2 separate regions of the Danio rerio genome follow, and region 2 is linked to region 1. Evidence: chromatin contacts called from public Hi-C data. All regions are on one chromosome and are shown on one strand. The core of a region is the stretch at or near the end of the contact, and the rest is flanking DNA. Distances in the headings are between cores, read along the strand shown.

The links. A called contact is a pair of places that touch in the nucleus more often than the background predicts.
Region 2: a Hi-C map of an unstated tissue shows a contact between it and region 1, with 2.9 times the contacts expected there. The contact joins two enhancer-like sites. A contact is called at or near these places in 2 of 18 Hi-C or Micro-C datasets (caudal fin and an unstated tissue) and 1 of 4 datasets of contacts at active chromatin or transcription factors (caudal fin).

The regions. Positions count from the first base shown.
Region 1 is chr3:13,369,917-13,373,770 of GRCz12tu, forward strand. No RefSeq gene overlaps it. Among named protein-coding and RNA genes, the nearest start is that of gadd45gip1, 19 kb to the left of the region's middle. Within about 2 kb of position 2,170, at least 4 of the 62 cell types and tissues checked have an H3K27ac peak or open chromatin away from gene starts, as enhancers often do.
Region 2 is chr3:13,624,282-13,628,135 of GRCz12tu, forward strand. All of the region lies in intron 3 of nfixb (nuclear factor I/Xb), which reads left to right. Among named protein-coding and RNA genes, the nearest start is that of nme4, 100 kb to the right of the region's middle. Within about 2 kb of position 2,025, at least 8 of the 62 cell types and tissues checked have an H3K27ac peak or open chromatin away from gene starts, as enhancers often do.

The DNA.
Region 1 (3,854 bases), core at 920-3,419:
TGATATGATGTTTTAATTCTACAGTCGGTGGTTGTTGAGGCAATTCTCTCAGAGTTACAGTGTTAGCATAGATCATGATACTGAAACTGTCTGTATGGAGTCAGATCAGTTTAGAAAATAATACATTTACAAAACATTATTCATACATCCTCAAGTCACATTTACAAAGTCCAATTTATACGTTTAAAACACAATTAAAAAATACACAAATCTAATTCGAAAATTCAAAACACAATTTGTTAATAAATACACAAATCCAATCATCTAATCATTTGACGAAAATATTTATGATTTTTGCTTATGAATTCATAAATTGCGTTTTGTGTTTATGAAGTGTTTTTTAAATTTTCAAACTGGATTCTGTAAATGTGAATTTTGCTGTGCATGTATGACTTTTATTTTGTAAATGTATTATTTTTGAGACTGATCTGGCCCCATAGTCTGCGACATTCTATAACAAACTGACTCTGTCTGTAGTTATATGCAAATATGAATTGATCTATATCTGCAACAGACTATGATTTATCTAAATTACCACAATTAAAAAAACGAAGATTTTAAATACTGAGTTAATGCATTAAAACATAAATCAGAACATTCTCACCTGTGAAACATTAAACCATTTATTAAACCAACTTAAAATTTTTGTCATTTATGTGTCTGAGTGGTGGATTGTGGCATTGTTTATGCAGACCTGCGGTTCATAAGGTGCATTTTAAAATGTTGCCATAGGAGTAACTGAAGTGTTTTCTGAAACTGTGCTGTTGCTAGAATGTTGAGGGTTGTTAAAATAATTTTTACATACAGTGCTCAGCATGACAGAATATAATATTCACCCCATTTTGAAAGTGAATATTTCTCAGTGAGTTTAGTTGTATTTTGGTGCATTCAACAAAACTAATAGAAATAATTACAGAAATATTAAACAATTTAGAAATTGAAAGATAATACAATTAAATTCAAGCAAAATATTGCAAAAAAAAAAAAAAAAATTACAACCTACAAAATTTGTAAACTGTTCCTTCTTTTGATTTTTCCTATTTGTTAAAAATTTGTATTTAATATTTTTCTATATCATATACATTTGGGTGTACTAGTTTTTGGACAGTTATTGTAAGTTATTTTGTTAGATAATATAATATTGTCAAGCTTCATAAAAATATTTGTGAGGGGTGGATTTATACAGTATATACTGAGCAATGTATTTACTTTCCTGACACATTTAGTGAATTAAATTTATTGTTTAGTATGTTACAGTAAAATGGCTGATGAACTGTGTAAGCAACAGTCTTGCAGATCTTTAAAAAAATCTCCAAGTTCCACAAATTAAGGCATAAAACAAGATCTTTAATCAGTGGAGAAAAAGTAAAACTCTTGAAGCAATGGCATTAAATGTTATATATATATATATATATATATATATATATATATATATATATATATATATATATATATATATATATATATATATATATATATATATATATATATAATTTCTCAGTAATTTTGTTGTATTTAAATACCTTTAATCATCCATAAAATATTGAATTGAGATGTAAAATGATGACATTCTTAATATAGAGCCTTGACATTGTTCAATAGTTTTTTTAAAGAATTTGCTTTGAAGAAACTCATAAAAACCATATCCCAATGTAATCAGTTAAAATTTTATGATTCAAATCAATATTAATCTTTGCATCAAGAAAAAATGCATTTTTCTCTTTAATGTATGTTATTTTTGCATCACAATGGGTAAAACGCAGATTAAAACTAATGATGACTCTCATGACGTTCAATATGTTAATTAGCTGTGAGATTCCAAGGGACTCAAGCAGCCACTCTGAGGAAGTGACATTTTAAAATTCCGAAGAGCTCCGAAAACAGAAATCTGAAAGAGAAAGGAAGAAAAGGGGGCGAGCACGTCTGTTTTGTTGGCTAATAGACGACTAGGGTGGGGGGGAAGAGGCCTAAATCAGAAAGAGTAAAGCTCTGAAAAGAGAAGACAAACAAACTAAAAGCATCGGCACCAAGATCTCAACAAGCTGCGCCAAAATTGCTTGGCACCATCGCTTTTTAAAAGGAACACCTGCGAAGCGGCAGTCGCTCCTTTACATTCTCCTGAAACCCCGCTGGTCAGCGCTCCACTACTTGGCATCTGATCCTTTAGCCTGCGCCATCCGTCGCCAAGAAGAAAGGGAATCGCTCAAGACATAAGCTTGCGTTTCTGCGGTGATAAAAGATTCAGTTCCCCTCGCACAATTTGTCACCTGCGTGTTTGTTTTCCCACCCCCAAGTCGAGAGCCCACCTTAATCTAAATGAGCTCATTAGTTGGCAGCGTTCGCCGCGCAGGTTCACATAATGAGGCTCATAAACGCGGGCGCCATCCACTAAATGAGGCCTGTCACCTCACGTTAGGCGAGTTTGCATAAAACAGCGGCTCATTTAAATGAAAACATTTTCATTCGAAACTTTGCCCGGAAAATGGTTGTTTTGAGGAAAAATATTTTCAGCTTCAGACTTCATGCTGAACTCACGGCTCTGGAATGCGTAGGCTAGGCTGCTTTATGCTCAATTCCCCAGTAGAAAATAGAGGTGGGCTTTTTTTTTCTTCGCGGTAGACTATTGTGCCTGTTGGACAGAGCTCAAAGAAAAGGTATGGGACATAAAACGTGGGTCTTCTCGGTTTCCTGTGTTTGGGTTGAGGTCCCACGGCGCCGTGCAGTGTGTTGGCTGGGGCCCGGAGTGTGCGGCTCCATACGCTGATTTGTGGAGCGCATGGTGGGCAGACGGTTTAGGGTTCAGTTCGGGACAGGCTGACGACGGCCTGAGCGTTGTGTTGAATTATTAGGAGCTTCTTTTTTTTCTACTTGTGTGTTTTAGATCTCTGAAGGGTTATAAATAATGGTACAAAGAAAAAAGACTTGGAAAAAAAATGGAAAGAAAAGGAAATCTGAGGACTTGCTGTTCCTTGTACCCTAAAAAAAGTATGTTTTTTTTGTTTGCTTGTTTTTTGTTTTGTTTCTTTGCGTAGTAATAATAATAAGAAAATGAGAAGAATAAAGGAATTTACTGTGTTGCAAAGGATGTAAAGGTAATTTAAATGAACTTACATGAATGTACACCTAATTAAATTGCTATGAGGGTTGTGGCGATACCAATAATTCACGTTACGATACTATACCAGCTGAAGTATCACTATACTAAGTAGGATTGCGCCAGCCTGATCTCACAAAATAAACAAAAGTATTTTATGTTTTGCCAGTTTAGTGGCTAATTCGTATGAAATTGTACGATTTTAAAAAGGAGGCGTGGCACCTAACCCCACCCATAAACCCAACCGTCATTGGGGCATAAGCAAATCGTACTAAATTGTACGAATCAGATCGTGCGAATTCATAAGAATTAGCCACTAAATCCAAAAGTTCCGAATTGCCGTGAGGTTGTGTTGATTAAATAAAATTACATTTAATTAAAATTTACAGAAATACTATATTTTATATGTTATAATAGGCTTACTTGAATTGAATTCATAATTCCCTTAATATTGAAAAACGTATCACTTCACTTAAACTATTTTGTGGAAAACTGACCAACAAAAAATAAATTAAAATAAAGATACAAATTATACCGAACAAGATTCGTTACTAAAAGAGTAATATTTCACTTGAATACACTCCCTTGATATATACACTAGATATCACACACAGACTCTTAAGCATACGTCAATAGCGGCACCACATTTGTACAGTGCTCCCAGGACAAATGTCATTCAGCAGTACTAGTCAAGACTAAAGCCAATGTAAAGATGCTGGACTTTAGCGCTGTGTATGGGTGCAGTAGTGAGCAAACAAAT
Region 2 (3,854 bases), core at 775-3,274, 250 kb after region 1:
GTTTTCTGAAAGTAATTGTAACAAATATGACAATGGAAATGATAAACTACGTATTAAGAGATTAATATTATTTTTTTGAGGATATGTTGGGGAGCTTTTAGAGCTTCTAATCCAAATTATATTATATTATATTACATTACATTACATTACATTACATTTCATTATATTATATTATATTATATTATATTATATTAAATTATATTATATTTTATTATATTATATTATATTATATTATATTATATTATATTATATTATATTATATTATATTATATTATATTATATTATATTATACACTTACTGGCCACTTTATTAGGTACACCTTACTAATACCGGACTGCCATTGGCATAGATTCAACAAGATACTGGAAATATTCCTCAGAGATTTTGGTCCATATTGACATGATAGCATCACGCAGTTGCTGCAGATTTTTCCCCTGCACATCCATGATGGAATCTTCCGTTCCACCACATCCCAAAGGTGCTCTTTTGGAATGAGTTCTGGTGACTGTGGAGGCCATTTGAGTACAGTGAACTCATTATCATGTTCAAGAAACCAGTCTGAGATGATTCACGCTTTATGACATATATTCTGCTGGAAGTAGCCATCAGAAGATGTGTACACTGGTCATAAAGGGACAGACATGGTCAGCAACAATAATCAGGTAGGCTGTGGCGTTGACACGATGCTCAATTGGTACAAAAATATCCCCCACATCATTACACTACCACTATTAATTACATAAATAATTGTCAGTTGTAATCCTTACCTGTAAAATAAAGCGATAATTTAGATTATGCAATTGAATGTTATCTAATTTACACTTTAACTGGATTCATTCAAATTATTATTATAAATATAAGTTGCAGATATTAAACAACACAAAGCATTTAAGTAAAATAATAATATTATTTTGCTCTATAATTATTATAAATATTATCTTAAAATATTGATAATTGTACTGTAAAATAATATTACTAATATGAATATTATCACAATTATTATGAATTATTATCACAATTAATCACAAATATATTGTTATAGAGTATAATTATTATAAATGTTATTATGATAATATTCATAAAATTATACTGTAAAATAATATTTTACAGCATAGTTATGAATATTAGCATCATAATATATTGTAATTATTTTGAATATTATCATGTCGGCGCCAATGGTGTAGTGATTAGTGTGTCGACACATGGCACTCTGGTGTTTATGGTGACCCTAGTTTGAGGTGCTATGCCAATTCTTTCCCTCTCTCTGCTCCCCATACTTTCATGTCTATACTCTCAACTGTCCTATCAATTAAAGGTGAAAACCCCCCCAAAAAATTATTAATAATTATTAAAAAAAAAAAAAAAATATATATATATATATATATATATATATATATATATATATATATATCATCATAATGTACTGTAATTATTATTAATACATTTAATGTTAAATTACACATAAGAACCAATATGAAATTAATTAATTTATTCAAGTATATCAAAACAATTCAAAAACATTTTACAATGTAAGTGCAGTGCATGACCAATCATCTTGCTTCAGATTTTGATGATGCGAACAATGCTAACTATGCAACATTTTAGCTCATCTAATCATGTTTTCAGCCAGTAAATAGTTCATTCAGTTCTCATTTCCATTCCACTCGATTCTGCAGATTCGTTATCAAAATCGCTGCAGAAAACGAGGGGAAATTTATCCGACTCCATGTGGGCCTGTACATGAACCATGCAGGCTCCTGAGTTTTTCTGGCCTGTCAGCGGTGTTTAATTTCATTCATTCAGATCTCGCACATACACGTCGCTCCGCATTTTCATCTGCTTTTCTTTTTCCGTCTTGCCGTCGCATCCCTCCACCTACTTTGTCTTTTTCTCCATCACTTTCCCCTCACACCTCCTCTGCTTTTCCTGTTTTAGTCTCAGGCCCCCTGTCCTCCCATATCTGTCTCTCTCTCTCTTTCTCTATCTATCGCTTTCCAAAGCTGTTTTTCATAAAGCGTTGGCTGGAAAAGCAGATCCCAGAGGCGTAGTGTGAAATACTAGACTCTGATGGAGGAGCAGCCAAACAGATGCATTATACCTCAGTCCCTCTCTCTCTCACTCTCTTCATCCACCCAGAGTTCCTCAGAGTCTCCTGCAAGTCTCCTCCACCCAGCGTGCTTTCCTACAAAGTTAACGTAGTTTTTAAAAACGTTCGATTTGCAGTGACTTGCATTCACTTACTGTAAGTCTGGATTGTCTTCACAGGTTGACATTTTTAATGATTATTCACAGTGTTTATTTTGCTAGCTCTTAACGTTATTCTTCTGGTGAACAGTTAATCTGTGCAAGTTAATTCAATGGGAAAAGGTCTGAGCATCTGATTCTCTGTTTGGAGGGGCGGTCCTTCTCTGATGATGTCAGTTTCTTGTTGTTTTCTTAACCACTCTTACCATTAGTTTGCTATGAGGGAATGATGGACAAAAAGAAAGCCCCGCCCCCTACTCAATATTCCATTTCAGGTGGAAGTCCATGAACACACTGAAATTAATGTTAACGCTTAATGTAAAGGGATTTAAAGGGACACTTAAATATCAGTGGATGTGATTTTGTTATTGAGAGCGCGGTGATTTGTTTCATATGTTGAGCAGTGAATAAGCAGTTTAGCAGGTTATGTATTTAGGCGGCTGCTCTTTAACTTGTGCAAGAGGATTGTGATTATGACTTATGGCTTGATTTGTTGGGGATGGTGATTTAAATTCAGTGTTTTTCTCATTTAAAGCTATTATATACTGTAGCATTAGTGTCCAAATCTCATGGACATGTTTGAATTTTAAATATTGTGCGTTTCAGAGATTGACAGCTGCAGTCCCTTTACACTCCTACTAAAACTATATATATATATATATATATATATATATATATATATATATATATATATATATATATATATATATATATATATATATATATATACATATAGTTTTAGTATACAGTTATATATATATACAGTTAAAGTCAGAATTAATAGCACCCCTGTTCATTTTTTCCCCCAGTTTCTGTTTAACAGAGTACAGATTTTTTTTCAACACATTTCTAAACATAATAGTTTTAATAACTCATTTCTAATAACTGATTTTTTTAAGACACTTTAGCTTAAAGTGACATTTAAAAGCTTAACTTAATTAGGTTAACTAGGCTGGTTAGGGTAATTAGGCAAGTTATTGTATAACGATGGTTTGTTCTGTAGACAATAAATATATATATATATATAGCTTAAAGGGGCTAATAGTTTTGACCTTAATGTTTTGTTTTTTAAAGTAAAACTGCTTATATTCTAGCTGAAATAAAACAAATGATACTTTCTTCGGAAGAAACAGTATTATCAGACATACTTTGAAAATTTCCTTGCTCTGTTAAACATCATTTAGGAAATTTTTAAAAAAGGAAAAAGTTTAAAGGAGGGTAACACTTCTGACTTCAATTGTATATATGTGTATATGTATATGTGTATGTATGTATGTATGTATGTATGTATATGTGTATGTATATATATATATATATATATGTGTGTGTGTGTGTGTGTGTGTGTGTGTGTGTGTGTGTGTGTGTGTGTGTGTGTGTGTGTGTGTGTGTGTGTGTGTGTGTGTGTGTGTGTATGTACAGTATGTATGTATGTATGTATATATGTGTGTGTGTGTGTATATATATGCTAAGATATGGATGTGTTATTATAATAGATATGTTTTATTATGGGTTCATTATGTCGTTTAATCAGGATATTAAAATTAACGAAAAACAACTCGCCTTTCAAAGACCACCAATCACTTCACTGAGCAACAGTCATGGCATAATAA